Regions from separate parts of the Mus musculus genome. Here region 2 is linked to region 1. The links are chromatin contacts, called in public Micro-C maps. All regions are on one chromosome and are shown on one strand. The core of a region is the stretch at or near the end of the contact, and the rest is flanking DNA. Distances in the headings are between cores, read along the strand shown.

The links. A called contact is a pair of places that touch in the nucleus more often than the background predicts.
Region 2: a contact with region 1 is called in a Micro-C map of trophoblast stem cells, with 5 times the contacts expected there. The contact joins two enhancer-like sites. A contact is called at or near these places in 8 of 484 Hi-C or Micro-C datasets (the CH12 cell line, the G1E-ER4 cell line, Th1 cells and 3 more) and 3 of 115 datasets of contacts at active chromatin or transcription factors (embryonic midbrain, embryonic stem cells and stem cell-derived neural progenitor cells).

The regions. Positions count from the first base shown.
Region 1 is chr5:73,848,357-73,855,992 of GRCm38.p6, reverse strand. No RefSeq gene overlaps it. Among named protein-coding and RNA genes, the nearest start is that of Gm34960, 48 kb to the right of the region's middle. Within about 2 kb of position 4,617, at least 6 of the 459 cell types and tissues checked have an H3K27ac peak or open chromatin away from gene starts, as enhancers often do. A contact at or near this core is called in trophoblast stem cells, where this site is marked.
Region 2 is chr5:74,123,334-74,130,847 of GRCm38.p6, reverse strand. No RefSeq gene overlaps it. Among named protein-coding and RNA genes, the nearest start is that of Snora26, 34 kb to the right of the region's middle. Within about 2 kb of position 4,192, at least 227 of the 459 cell types and tissues checked have an H3K27ac peak or open chromatin away from gene starts, as enhancers often do. A contact at or near this core is called in trophoblast stem cells, where this site is marked.

The DNA of each region.
Region 1 (7,636 bases), core at 3,368-5,867:
CCAAAAGAGGATAAAATTTATTAAACATCTGAATGCAAAGAAAAATGACCTTGAGCCTGGTGAGGTCAGAGTTTAATCCCGGCACTTACAAGGCAGAAGCAGACAGATTTCCACAAGTTCAAGACTAGCCAGGTCTACACAGTGAGTTGCACGCCAGCCAGAGTTTCAGAGTGATGTAATGAATGCCACCCCTCACCCAAAAGCTTTGATTAAGCCAAAAAAGATTGTTACCAATGTAAAACCAAAATACCAAAACTCCGTTCAGAAGCTTTTTCAGAGTCATAATACAGACCTCACACTAATAACCATTTGCACGCCAAGAAAAAAAAAAAAACAGAGTGACATTTGCAGTTATCTAACCCGACCGATCTGGTGTGGAAGCTGACTTTATATCCTGAGCAAATCTGTATCCGATTCAAAGTGAGGTGCACTGGAAACAGTAAATATGCAAATATTCTACAACAAGCCTGTACTGCAACTTTCTTGATGTCCCTGACCCTGCCTCTCCCACTAGGATTTGTGAAGTTGGTACCAGATTTCTAAAAGAAAGCCTCGATACAGTCGGGACTGGCCCTGTCATTGTAGGCTGAGGAGTCACTGGCCGGCTCTAAAGCCTGTTTCTCTCCAGCCATGCTACAACCACCTGTGAAAGACCTAGCGCTGTCCATGATTGCTAAGACAGTTTCAAAGTCGAGCACACTGCACTTTTAAGTACATCTCACTTGAGAGAAGACTTATAGCAACTTATAAGTAAAAAATTTATCTATTGTGTTTCAAGAGTTGGCGGGACGCCTGGAAAACTCCGGGAGGTCTGAGTAAACCCCGTGGGACTTCCCGGGAGCCGGAGAGAGGAGCTTCCAGCTCCATCTGGACCACAGTTGCATCTCAGCGTCCCCAGGTGTATCATTTCCCATCCACCCCAGATCCCTATTAAATACATTATTTTACCGATGAGAAAGCCAAAGCTTGGGGAGACTGAAGGAAGAAATCCTAGTGGAAATCTGAGTGCAACAAACACACTGTGGCTTTATTCCATAGTGCGACAACTATTCAAAATCGGAACGGGACTGGCGCCATCCCCTAGCTGCTTCCACACTCACGCCTAGCCGAAATGCTCAGGCCATCACAGGATCCTCAAAGCTATGCCAGGACTTCTAATTTCACCATTTAACTCCAGGACGCCATAGAAACATTTGGCAACAAACCCATCCGTTTCCTGATTAAGTTTTCTTTAGCTCGGAAAATCCTGCATTAAGGCTCAGATTTTCACGCATCACAAGGATTCTAGAGACATGTGAGACTCTGTCTACGACCACTCCCCTCCGGACCCAGTATTTTACATATGGCCTGGTCTGATCAGCTGAGTCCAGAGAGGTACAGTGCTGGATGCCAGGCACCCCAGATGCCCGGGTACCTCTAGCTTCTGAGACTCATGCTTCCCACTCATAGCAGAATAACTTCAGGTCACCGAATTTTATTCAAAGAGAACTACATTCGGTTGTCTCATTTACGGAGCTATTTCTCAATGCGGTGGATGCCACCGAAGAGAGCCAGGTTTTCGTTAAGGATTCCACAGGGCGGCTTCTTCAGTGAAACTCAAGTCTGGCTATTGTCTTCAGTAAATCTTGCTCCAGCAAGGCCTGCATCCACTTATCTTTGTGAATTGAGATTCTGTGGCTTGGATTCGGTTCCTACTCCTCCACCGGCCTCTCCCCACTTCATACTCTTCTAAGCCAAACAAGGATGGGGGCTGGGGAAGCCCAGTTCAGCGTTGTATTCTTTGTCTCTTGCTGCCCCCTGCTGTTCAAGACAGGGTAGGCTAAGCAGACTGGCAGCGAGCTCCAGGAACCTGCCTGTCTTTGCTTCCCTGGTACCATGGAAAGACGGTGTCACCACACCCATATGTATGTATACGCCGCTGGATGGAACTTGGGTCCTGATGTTGTGGCGAGCATTTTCCAAACGGCGCTGGTTCCCTGGCTTCTCCATTTTTCCTCTCAACATGGAAATGAAAGGATAGCTCCCGAGCAGTGGCTCTGTGAGGGAGAAACAAAGTGTCTGGCAGCAAAAGCTATAGGATTTTCTTATGAAGCACTCTCATTCCATTAGTTTTTTTTTTTTTTTAAATAAGGAAACAAAATCGTGTTACTTAATATCCATTTCTATTGAGCCAGTTAGTCCATCTAAACACACACAAGAGTCCAGACATGCACTTTGGAGTTATGGGAGAGATTTACTATGACGTTATGTTCCCATTAAACCCATCAGAAGGTGGAACCAGATGCCAAGAAAGTATTGACTGCACAGGCAAAACCCTCCAACGAGTTCCTCCCGGTTCACCTTGAATATGTCCTGAACACTCACATAATTCACATAATTTGGCAAAACCCATTGTAACACAAAGCCTATTTGTTAATAAAGTCCCGACTAACCCATGCCATTTCTCCAGCTCTCCAGGGAAAGGTGCCACAAAACGTCCCATTGGAGAAAGAAGAGAGTAAGCAGGTAGAATCACACTGCAGTTTGGCTTTGCTGCACCGTATACATACAGTGGACTAGAGGCCAACTGAACGACAGTCAAACTCTGGTGGGCAGGGGGACAGAACAGCATCATGAGGATCACACATAGGTCAGGAGCTCTTCACATGCACACTTCAAGAGGCACAGGGACTAAAACTCGAGTCCTCACCTGAATGAAGGTCGTCACAACCTCTGAGTACCTGGCCACTTAATTCCTTCACCCACCAGAATGAGAGTCTCAGGAGAGCAGACACTTGCTGCCCAGTTTACCATGTACTCACTCTGGATCGGCACAAATCCAGACGTGTTCAAGGTAAGGTCTTCCTGTCTCCGATCAGCAACCACTGATATTCATTTCAACCACTGATGTTCATTTCCCAGGCAGCAGCCAGACCATCTTTCTAAAACTCGAATCTGATCATGACTGTTGCCTATTTGGAAGCCCTCCAATGACTCCTCCTCAGTTGTCCTGGCAAAGCCCAAACCCCTAAAATAAGCCAATAAGGGATGGTGTGCATTTCAGCCACACCAAGGCCTTTTGGCATTCCTAAGGGTCATGTGTCAGGTGTCCCAGCATCCACACCTGTTCCCTGACTGGAATCCCTTTCCCTCTTCCCTAAATTGTGGTGACACCCGCAGGACCCAGCTCAGGGATGCCTCCCACTGGGCTGAAGTAAAACTGAAGTAAGAGGTAAAGCTATCTTCCTGGGCCTCCAAGTTGTAGGGTCTTAGTTTATTGGTGCTAAGGATGATTATCGTGAGCCATTACTTCTGAACCTGTGTTTTGCTTTCTTCTTCCTAAGCTCCTACAACCTCCTCTATTTCTTTAGGCATTTACTACACAAGATATGGTGCACACACCATTAGGATTTCTATGCCTGTTGGTCTCTTAATGGGACCTTTATGGAAGGCAATTGGATGTTCATTACTGTGTTCCTTTAAGAATAAAAAACAAGTGCCAGGCGTGGTGACGCACACCTTTAATCCCAGCACTCAGGAGGCAGAGGCAGGCGGATTTCTGAGTTCGAGGCCAGCCTGGTCTACAGAGTGAGTTCCAGGACAGCCAGGGCTACACAGAGGAACCCTGTCTCGAAAAACCAAAACAAGAAAAAAAAAGAATAAAAACATGAGCATATCATAAAAATTAGATATAGCATTCTTCTTTTAAACCTGTGTGTGTGTGTGAGAGAGAGAGAGAGAGAGAGAGAGAGAGAGAGAGAGGAGAGAGGAGAGAGGAGAGAGGAGAAAGGAGAGAGGAGAAAGGGAAGGAGAGAGGAGAGAGAGAGAGACTCTTAGGAGAGAGGAGAGAGGAGAGAAAGAGAGAGAGAGAGAGAGAGAGAGAAAGAGAGAGAGAGAGAGAGAGAGAGAGAGAGAGGAGAGAGGAGAGAGGAGAGAGGAGAAAGGAGAGAGGAGAAATGAGAGGAGAGAGAGAGAGACTCTTAGGAGAGAGGAGAGAGGAGAGAGAGAGAGAGAGAGAGAGAGAGAGAGAGAGAGAGAGAGAGACCCTTTTCCCCAGGATAACAAACAGGGTTTCAGATGACCCAAGACTACTAATAAAAATGATGTCATTCCAGGCTCATCTTTGGGGAGATAGATCAACTTTAATTGAGGTGAATCAAAGGTTATATAGTCCTGGGGAAGCAGGTAGGACTATCCAGGGTGGGCAAAGCTCATTGGTTGAAGGCTGAGGTGCTGAGATGCCTCATTAGCATGAGGAGGCACTCTAGGAATTCCAGGCGCTCCCTGAATGGGTTCTTATCTGGAGAAAGGAAGCTGAATCTGTAAGCAAGCGCCCCAGGCAAGGTCAGAGAAGGAGAAGCCCTGTTGACAGAGGGGGTCTGCCATTTTGCACTGAATATGTGTGGTGTGTGGTGTATGTATATATATGTGTGTGTAATGTGTATGTATATGTGTGTGTCTCTGTGTGTGTATGATGTATATGTATATGTGTGTGATGTGTATGTATATGTGTGTATCTCTGTGTGTATGTATATGTGTGTGTGATATGTATATGTGTGTGTGAGTGTATATGCAGAGTGGAGATCAACCTTGGTTCTTGCTCTCCCTTTGTTTAAGACTAAGTCTTGTTCACCACTGTGTACGCCAGGTCAGCTGGCTTTGAGCCTCCACTCTCATCTTGCTATAGGAATGTGATGTTATAGACATGTGCTATCTCATCTGGCTTTCTATGGGTTCTGGGGGTCCAAGTTCAGGTCTTCATGCTCACAAGGCAAGCCCTTTTCCCACTGAGCCCCCCCCCCCCCGTCCCCCAGTCTCAGATATAACATTTAAAGAATGACCTCTGAGGTCCTTGTGTGAGTACGTAAAATCCCAGAGTCCTGCTTTATAGGCCAGAGAAGGAAAAGTGTGGCTCAAACTTACCACAACTGGTTCTTTGTGGAATTCTGGAAGGTGCCCTCTTTAGGATCTGATGAAGACAAACACACATGATCCTTCTCAGGGTTTCTGAGTGTCACGTGGGCGATTGTATGGGAAGAACTCCAGGTGGTCCCTGCCAGGACAATGCTAATAGCAGTAATGAAGTGAACAAACGTGAAATCATTGATAGCACTTATGGCTACAGATTCACTACAATTATCCCCATAATGCTTGGAGGTGACAGAAGCTGGCACCGAAGGTGGGTCTATTTAATCCTCTCTCACACTGGCAAGGTTACAGGTAACTCCCTTGCCTGGGATCTGCTGCTCTGAGCCAAATGACACAGCAGCTCATATACCTCTCCTGCTCAAGAGTAAGTCCCCAGCTGCTGCCAGCGGGTGGACCTGAGTGTCATGAGACTGTGTGTATATGAAATGACTCTGCATGAGAGAAGAAATGGATGCTTTTCATAATTCACATCTCAGATTAAGATTTATCATCCCAGGAGTTTTGGTTCAACTTTGAAAAATAATGTCATCTATTTATGTTGTATACGTATGGATGACTTGCCTGCTTGTGTGTGTGTGTGTGTGTGAATCACGGACATGCCTAGCATCCACAGATGCCAGAAGAGGGCGTTAGATCCTTTTCATTGTATTTACAGATAGTCATAAACAGTGTGGGTGCTGGGAACCAAGCCAGGGTCCGCTGCAAGACCAGCAAGTGCTCTAGATACGGAGCTGACTCGCTACCTCAGACTTAACATGTTTTTTTTTTTTTTTAAATGAAGAAAACATAATCTAACAGAGAAAACATCACACCACAGATAATTTAGGCCTTCATGAATACTAGACCACTTTATACGTAAGTGTACTAGATTATAAAGCTAAGTCGCAATCCATCCTGGAACACACAAACAGGTCTCTATTGGAAATTTGCAGATGACCATTAATGGCAAGAATTAAACTTTTCTGGTTTTTGTTGTTGTTGTTTGGTTTTCGAGATAGGGTTTCTCTGTGTAGCCCTGGCTGTCCTGGAATTCATTCTGTAGACCAGGCTGAACTTGAACTCAGAAATCTGCCTGCCTCTGCCCCCCAAGTGCTGGGATTAAAGGCGTGCGCCACCACAAACTTTTCTAAAGAAGCGACCAGAAAGAGATGAAAGCTTAATGCACCTAGACTATAGCCCCAGGGAGAGATTTAGTCCTGAGTTCTTTTAACCTGGTGGCGCATCGGCATCCCCCAGAGGGTTTTGACCATCCTAAGTGCTTCTTGAGGGCTAGGACCTTAAAAGTTCTGAGTCAGTAGGTCTGGGGGGACATTTTCAACACCCCCCCCAGGAACTGCTGGTCAGGTGAATCCCGGGAAGCCTTTGCCAGCCCATTCCTTTGGAGATGTGGCTACAGATTGGGATTACCTGGGGAACTGAACAATTAATGATGCCTGGCTTCCACCCTAGCCACTCTAGTTTAGTTTGTATGGAGTACGAGTCGAGCAGTGGGCATTTTTTAAGGCTCCCTTGATGGTTGTAACGCGTAGCAGAGTTGGGGGGCTGCTAACGACATCGGGGAAGGGAGACTCAGGAATCAAGAAAAATTGAGTTTCAGAGATTGAGAATGTACGCTGTGGTAAAGCGCCCTGTGAAAATCCTCAGAGCCCAGATGAAGTCCTGTCTTACCCAGAGGAAGTCATGCAGGGGAACCGCAGAGATGCTCAGTGCTGTGTCCGTACCACAAAGGACCACAGGTCAGTGTCACAAAGCATGCACAAAGCCCTTAGCTCCCCAGTGCTGCAGAAAAACAGTAACGAAAATCCCACATGGGAGTAATTCCCCTGCAAATTATAGCTTGCTACCCAAGTCACACAATAGCCAGCCACCCAAGAACACCTGGCTGGTGGCCTACAATGGCTCCCTGACACACTGAGACTAAAGCCACTCCTGTGGTAAGCCCCTGTGACTGATGTTCTTTGTTTCAGGACAAATGACCCATGCTCCCGTCTTGATTCTGCGTGTCCCTTTGCACAGTTTCTTCAGCAGTACATAGTCATATAAACCTTATGCATCCCACACGGCCACTCTCTGCCACTCCCTGCCCAGTGCTTTCATTGGAGAGTTTCTCTTGTGTCGACGCTTCACGGTGACAGTCTCTGTCACATGACACTTGACAGTGATAATGAAAGGGGGAAGAGCAGACTTGAACTCATCGTTACAAAGCTCAGGACTTAGTAGTGACAGCTTTGTCTAGCCTTGGTCCTCAGCCTTGGGAGTGGGAGGATGCAAAGACCAATGCTCTATGACATTAGACATTTATGTTTAGTGGAGTTCTTCCTTTTGGATAAGAAACTCTGGCAAGATGGCTCAGCAGGGAAGGATACCTGCTCCTGAGCCCTGATGACCCAAGTTCGATCCCTGGGTGGTAAGGAGAGTACTGACTCGTGCCTGCAAGTTGTCCTCTGGCTTCCACATATATGACATGGCACGCTTGTGCAGTCGTAAACGTGTGTGCACAAACACACACAAACACATACATAGAAGCTCTTGTTGGTTAGTCAGTGAGCAGGATCTAAGGATACGGTAACTGAGCACAGTATTGGAGGCAATCAAGGGATGCTGTTTCCATCTCTTATTGAAGTTATTGTGAGGGTGGGAGGTGAAAAAAACATGCTGCAGGGAAGCAGGGACTTCTGAGGCCAGGGGGCTTCTGGGTGTGCACGGAGTGGGCAGTGAAACTGTGCAG
Region 2 (7,514 bases), core at 2,943-5,442, 280 kb before region 1:
CATCTCTACCACCCCATCTTCATTCTTTGTAAACTGCAACCCAGGATCCAAACAATGAATGCTACCAGCATTGTGGTCAAGGTGGGATATCAAACAGAACTCACAGTTGCCCTCCTGCCACAGTCTCCAAGAGTTAGACTGTAGTCTTGTGCTTCACTACCTACATCAGGATTGGGGTTGCTGAAGAGATCTCACAGGGATCAAGCCATCCTAAAACACATTGTCACAGGCTTCTCAGCTAACTTTCTTTCCTTCTTCCTCCCTTTTCTTTTTCTCTCTCTCTCCTCTCTCTCTCTCTCTCTCTCTCTCTCTCTCTCTCTCTCTCTCTCTCTCTCTCTCTCTTTCTTTCTTTCTTTCTTTTTGATACAGAGACTCTCTATGTAGCCCTGGCTGGCCTGGAACTCACAGAGTAGACCAGGCTGGCCTCAAATTCACAGAGATCTTCCTGGCTCTGCCTCCAAAGTGCTGAGATGAGACACTAACCTCTTAACTTCTCATGTACATCCCTGTGGACACAGAAACTCACTTTGACTTTAATGTTTTTTCCAACAAGTCAGCCTCATTTGATTCAAAATTTAATAATACATTTCAGATGCTCTTTCTAATCTTACTGAAAATAGAACATGCTCCCCCAAACAAGTTGACCACAAGTTAGAAGGAGTCTTTTTACTTCCCTCTTAGTTTCATTACTTGAAAGATATATTTATCTTTCTTATTCAAATTTGGAAGCTGGAATTTTAAAGAGCAGCTGGTCTAGATTTTAAAGATTTAGCTTTGTATTAACTTGTCAGACTGCCTCCCTTATGAGATTATTTTCATTTCTTGTGAAATTACAGGAATAAAGATGCATTTGCAATTACAAAATAGGTCAAGGTCATTCATGGTACTCATTTATTCTGCATCTCCATGAAAAGGACTAAAAGCATTGCCTGCATTTTGCAGATGGAAAAGAGCTAACAGGTTCCATCTTGCTCTGGGTATAACAGCAAAATCTGCAGTGAAGCCAGAAATAGAACCCCAGGGGATTTGTGTTCCTTGTTTGATGCAGAACAGCTCTCAACTCAAGCAGCCTCATTAAATCATGTTATAGAAGAATCAGATCTCTCCTGTCACTCCACTTTCTTTAATAGAATTAAGCAGTTAGGCCAGGTGTGATGGTGCAGGTCTGTAATCCTAGCACTTAGTGGAAGAAGTAAGATCAGAAGTTCAAGGTCATCTTCAGCTACGGAATAAGCTACAGGTTTACTTACTTATCAGACTCCCTTCTCAAAACAATAACAACAAAAATGTTTTTTGTCTAATCAAAGTTATTTTATGCTAATTAGTTTAATATAGAGAGACAGCCAAATATAACTTATAATGCCACTGAATACATTGACTTCTAGGCATAATGAATAGTCTGTAATAATATTAGGGAAAATCTTCAAAAACATAGACAAGATTTAAGTCCAATATAATTGAACACTGTAAGAGTGGAAACTGTGTGACTTAACCTCCATCTGGTCAACTAGCAACTTCTACCACAACTACCTTCATAGAATTCTTAATTTTAGGGGATTCTAATTTCTACCCTACAATCACCCTTAGAAAAATCAACCTTAGGAAAAGTTATTTGAATGAGATGTTCCCATGAGTTCCAGGTATGTATTTGAATACGTGGTTCTCAGTGGGGAGGGCTTAGGAGGTGTGACCTTACTGGTCACCTTGTGTGTCGCTGGGGGACAGGCTTCAAGGTTTCAAAATACTCAGGCTTTGTTGAGTGCCTTCTCTCTGCTTCCTGTTTGTAGTTTAAGGTGTGAGCTCTCAGATGCTATCACAGCCCCCACACCTGTCTTCCATCCTCTGCCTCCATTCCTCCATCACGGACTCTTACCTTCGGCATCCATAAGCCCCAAATAAACTCTTTCTTCTATAAGTTGCCTTGGTCACGGTGTTTGACCACACCAACAGAAAGGTGACGGCTTATACCAATATAGATAATATAATAGAAATTTCCATGCTGTCTGCCTTCCACCTTTTGTCTACCTTCTTGCCACTGCAGGGTTCCTAAGCCCATGTTTGTGCACATGAGTGTGCAAGTGTGAAGGTGAGGCCAGTGTAAAGTGTAAAGAGTGACCAACTGCTTCAGTGAACAGGGTGGTCCAATAGCTTTCCCAAAACACTAGCAGTGCACGGGTCCTTGGGTTAAAATGAGGAATTCAAGCATCCTGCTGGCAAGAGGAACTGGTGGAAGAAATGGGATCGGCATTGGGTTTTTTTGCTTTTGCTTTGTTTTGAAGCAAGGTCCCTGGTAGCTTTTCATCAAGAACCGCAGAGTGGCCTGGAACTCTCCATTCTTCCCACTCAGTCTTCATAACTTCTGTTTGACACCAGGCCCAGCTCCAGCTAAACTGCATAGAGCAGCTATAGGGTATAATGAATATCCACTAAAGGTCAGCTACTATTATCTAACAGACACGCCTGAACATATGCTGGGCATGTCATGTAAATACCAATGCTTTATTGATCTGCATTCATATTAGTTAAGGACATTTTGTTGTTTGGTTTGAAGCAGAGCCTCAGTATGTAGCCCTGGCTGGCCTGAACTAATATCAGTCCTAGTCCTACTACCTCAGCCCCTCAAGTGGTGGGATTACATGTAAGGGTGTTCTGCCAAGGCCAGCTTTGTTTTGGGAGATTTTTAAATATGCTCACCTGTGTCGAAGGCTGGTCCGGCAACCTCAGAAACCCCAGCAGCACCTTCCCCTGTGGCCTAGTTGATATCTCCACACTACATCACATCTCAGTCACCCTAGCCCTCCACTGTTGGTGCAGAAGTTCCAGAAGCTGTTCTACACATCCATGAATGCACAGGAACTCCTTCCTGGAACACGCTCTGTGCCGGTCTTCCCTCTACGGATGAGAGATTCCCAGGCTCTTCCCCTTTGCCTCAGAAACTGATCTTCAGTTCTCCACTTTGTCGTCCCTTCGTCAGTCTCAGGGGGTGTCACCGTGTCACCGACCTTCGCCATGATACCTCTTAACAAATATTTACCTTTTCTGAGTGAGTGTTTTGCCCCCATGTATGTCTGTCTGTACACTCTGTGAGTGCCTGATGCCAGAAGAGGTCAGTAGAGGACATTAGATCTTAGAACTAGAGTTATTGATGGTTGTGAGCAGCCCAGTGGATGCTGGGAGATGAGCCCAGGTGAGCAATCAGTGCTCTTAACCACTGAGCTAGCTCTCTATTGCCCCATAATATCTCTTGTTGAGTGATAGGTTTACATCCCTAAAAAGGTTCTTATATTCATGTCTGTCCACTAAGCCAGCGGTCCCACACTCCAGGGTCAATGTGCTGAACTTGTTACTGTCTTCCCTGTTCACTGTTTTCACTGTTTACCCCCAGGCTGATTTACAGTGCTTACACACTATCTCTGATCGAATCGTGGAGCGACATCACGACACAATGCTGTCACTTCTACAGAAGGGACATATCTCTCCTTCATTTCATGATCACATGCCTCTCATCTCTGGCTTTACTCCTTTTCGGGGCGGGGGCTTAGAGGGTAGAGAGCTTGTGTGTGTGGTGTGTACACATGTTCACAGATGTGTGCGCATGTGTGTATAGAAGCCAGAGGTTGTTGACATTGGATGTCTTCTTTGGTAACTCTGTTGAGAGGGAGGGGCTGGAGAGATAGATGGTTTAGCCATCAAAACTAGGCTTACACTCATCTTTCTGTGGCAGGACTTAATGCATCGCTGGCTGGTCTCAACTAACTATGTAGTCAAAGATAACTTTTAAACCAGGATCTCCCTGCCACTGCCCACTGAATGCTGGGGTTACAGGCTTGCACCACTACCACTAGTTTATGTGATGTTGGGGGTGGAGCCCGGAGTTTTGTGGACAAAGAAACGGTAGCTCTGAAAGCAAGGAAGCCAGGACTCAAAGCTGTCCCGAGACGTACAAGTACAGAGCAATCGAGAAGACCCACGGTGAGCGCCAGATCCTCAGCACCAAGGCGTAGGGAGAGCCTTTTGGGTTCGGTTTGGTGACCTGGCGCCCAGAGAAGGGCACTCCAGAAGCTCCCAGGCTTCTTCCTCCAGATCCAGAGCTGGAAGGGGCCAGACGGCCTGAACAACCCTGTCAGCCAATAGTCAGGCCAGGGACTATAGCATATGTAGGCCCCGCCCCGAATCTTCTCTGGGATTGGCTGGCTGCTCGTGGCGCTCCACCTTTATTGGTTGCCTTTCTATGGCCCGCCCTGCCAGGCTTTGGGTCACCGTGTAGCTTGTGGCCTGGGGTTTAGGTCCTGGGCTTGGCAAGGAGTACCCCGTAGTTTGGACATCAGGACGGCCGCGTGTCCCCTCGAGCTTTGCTTGCCCGGAGCAGAACTTTGCGGTCAGAACTAAGGATCAGGGCATCTTCAGCACGCTGACGGCTGTGCTTGGCCACCGCAGGGCGGATTTCCCAAGTTGATTCTCAATATCACAGCCGGCTCCAAGGAGCAGGTATATTCCTGGCCTGGAGCGAATGGAATGGCCCAAGCCAGGAGCATGAGTGGACAACAATGCATCTGGAGGATTCCTGAGCACAGCTGCTACAGCGGCTGGAGCTGACATTTGCTTTAAAAGAAACCAAAGAAAAACACCCCCAACAGGTCAGTGGTGGCACTTGGCACGCACACTCCTTTAATCCCAGCACTCAGGAGGCAAGAGGCTTTTGAACCTCGGAGAGTTCAAGGCCAGCCTGGTCTACACCGCAAGTTCCAGGACAACCACGGCTGCACAGAGAAAACCTGTTCACAAAGACAAAACCAAACAACCGAAAAAAAAAAAAAAAAAAGAAAAAGAAAAACATGCCGAGTGTGGTGGTGCACGCCTTTAATCCCAGCACTCAGGAGGCAGAGGCAGGTGGATTTCTGAGTTCGAGGCCAGCTTGGTCTACAAAGTGAGTTCCAGGACAGCCAGGGCTACACAGAGAAACCCTGTCTCGAAAAAACAAACAAACAACCCACCTCCTATGCATTTTAAGGCTGACACAGAAATCCATTAAAAAAACCATTACAAAAGTCTTTAGAAGTCACAGCTGAACCAGAATAAACTTCCATTCAGTGTAAGCACCTTTGTGATATTTTTTTTCGAAGTTCTAGCACAAGTGATGAATTCACACTTACCCTGCCCAACCACCGGAACCGTATAAAAAATACCTTTTGTACTCTGTAATCGTTGACTACCGATGGCACTGGCTGACTGAGGCAGTGGGTGTGCTTAGCTCTTCATTAGGGTGCAAAATAGCTCAGGGAATTCATACCCCCTGAGTGCCTCAAGACAAGTTGTTCATCCTTTCTCCAAGGACAAAACAGTGTACGAACTTAGAGCCAATAGATTCCCGATCTTAGCTCTTTCAGCAACAGCTGTGGAAGCCTTTCTGATGTATTGACCACTTTTAAAACACTGAAGCTGAAGGGGCTGTCCCAAGGCCTGACACTATTACTGAAGCTATGGAGCACTTACAAAAAGGGACCTTTCATGGCCTCACTCCAGAAGATACAACAAGCAGCTGAAAGAGTCAGATGCAGAGATTTGCACCCAACCAATGGACAGAAGCTGCTGACCCCTGTGGTTGAATTAGGGGAAAGCTCAAAGAAGCTGAGGAGGAGGGTGACCCTGTAAGAGGACCGGCAGTCTCAATTAACCTGGACCCCTGAGATCTCTCAAACACTGGACCACCAAACAGGCAGCATACACCAGCTGATATGAGGCCCCCTACACATATACAGCAGAGGTCTGTCGGGTCTGGACTCAGTCAGAGAAGATGCACCTAACCCTCAAGAGACTGGAGGCCCCAGGGTGTTTGGAGGTCTGGTTGAGTGGGAGGTACAGCCTCGTGGAGACAGGGAGGTAGGGAGGAGGTATAGGATGTGGAACAGTTGGGGGGCGGGGGGATAAAACCTGGAGTATATAAGTAAATAAATAAATAAATAAATAAATGACAAACTAACAAAAAGCCCACTGCAGCTGGCACTTCCCGTTTCCAGTTCTGACCTCCATGCTCAGTATATCCAAAATTTAGCAAGGCAAAATATCTGGTCATTAAACCTCCATCCCCTTTGCTTATCTTAATCCTTGGACAAGGAAACAAAAAGAACTCTGGGGAAAGCAAACACTATAATGGCCATCAGCATGAACTTTGTCTCTTAAATCTAGTCAGGCAGTAGTGTTGCACGCCTTTAATCCCAGCACCCAGGAGGCAAAGGCAGGTGGACCCCTGTGAGTTCGAGGCCTTCTTGGTCTGCAGAGTAAGTTTCAGGTTGACCAGATAGCCGGGGCTACATGGAGAAACCTGATCTCAACTCCCTTCCAAATCTAGACTTTTCCCATAGAAACAATGATCTTTGGGGGTTTTGTTGTTTGCTTACCTTTTTTGCCTTCACCTCCCAAGTACTGGGGTTATATGCATATACCACCACTCCCAACAGAACATCACTTTTTGAAGTAGGTTTTGGAAGCCAAGAGTGGTACTACGTGATTGTCCTCCCAGCTCAGGCAGGAGATTGCTGCAAATTTGAGACTAGCCTCAGTTACAAGGTAATCCCTGTAGATCACCTCAAACTAAAACTTTCTAGAGTCTTCTCACAGACTCCAGTAGTTATTACACCATAAAACTTGGACCAAGAATTTCATCACAGTATAGCTGAAGGAAGTCCCTTCCCTGACCTTGAAATTTTTTTTTTTTTTTGACATCTGTTTCTACAGCTGTCACTCTGAAACAAACTGGTTAGTCTTTTTTTTTTTTTTTTTTTTTTGTCAATTTCACATCTGGCAAGAGAGAAACAACTCCATCAGATTGGCCTATAGGCAAATCTGCGAGGCATTTCATTGATTGGTGGTTGTTGTGGGAGGGCCTGTTCCACTGTGGGCGGTACCATCCCTGAGCAAGTGACCTCCCAGGTTGTTGTCTTTTCTGTTGCCGTGAAGAGACACCATAACCAAAGCAACTTGTAAAGAAAGAGTTTATTGGGGGCTTGCTTACAGTTTCAGAGGGTTAGTTCATAAACAGCACGTCAAAGAGCATGACAGCAGGCAGTCAAGTGTGGTGCTAAAAGCAGTAGCTAAGAGCTTACAACCTGACAGTCAAGCTGAGAGAGAGAGGGAGAGGCAACACTAACTGGGAATAGCATGGGCTTTTGAAACCTCAAAGCCCACTCCCAATGACACACCTCCTAATCCTTCTCAAACATTTCTACCTACTTTGGAACAAGTATTCAAATAGGGGCCATTTTCAGTTAAATCACCACAGTTGTATTTAAATGATGATGATGATGACGGTGACAGCAATGATGACATCAAGCTGATTGAGCAATGGGAAGTAAGTTAGCAAACAGTATTCCGCCACAGTTCTTGTCTTTCCAGATTCCTGCCCTTCTTGAATTCCTGCTTCCATCAATGTTGGATTATAATAGGGATGTAAAACCCAAACAAACGTTTCTCCCCCCCGCCCCCAAGCTGCTTTTGGGTATAGTCTTTATCACAGT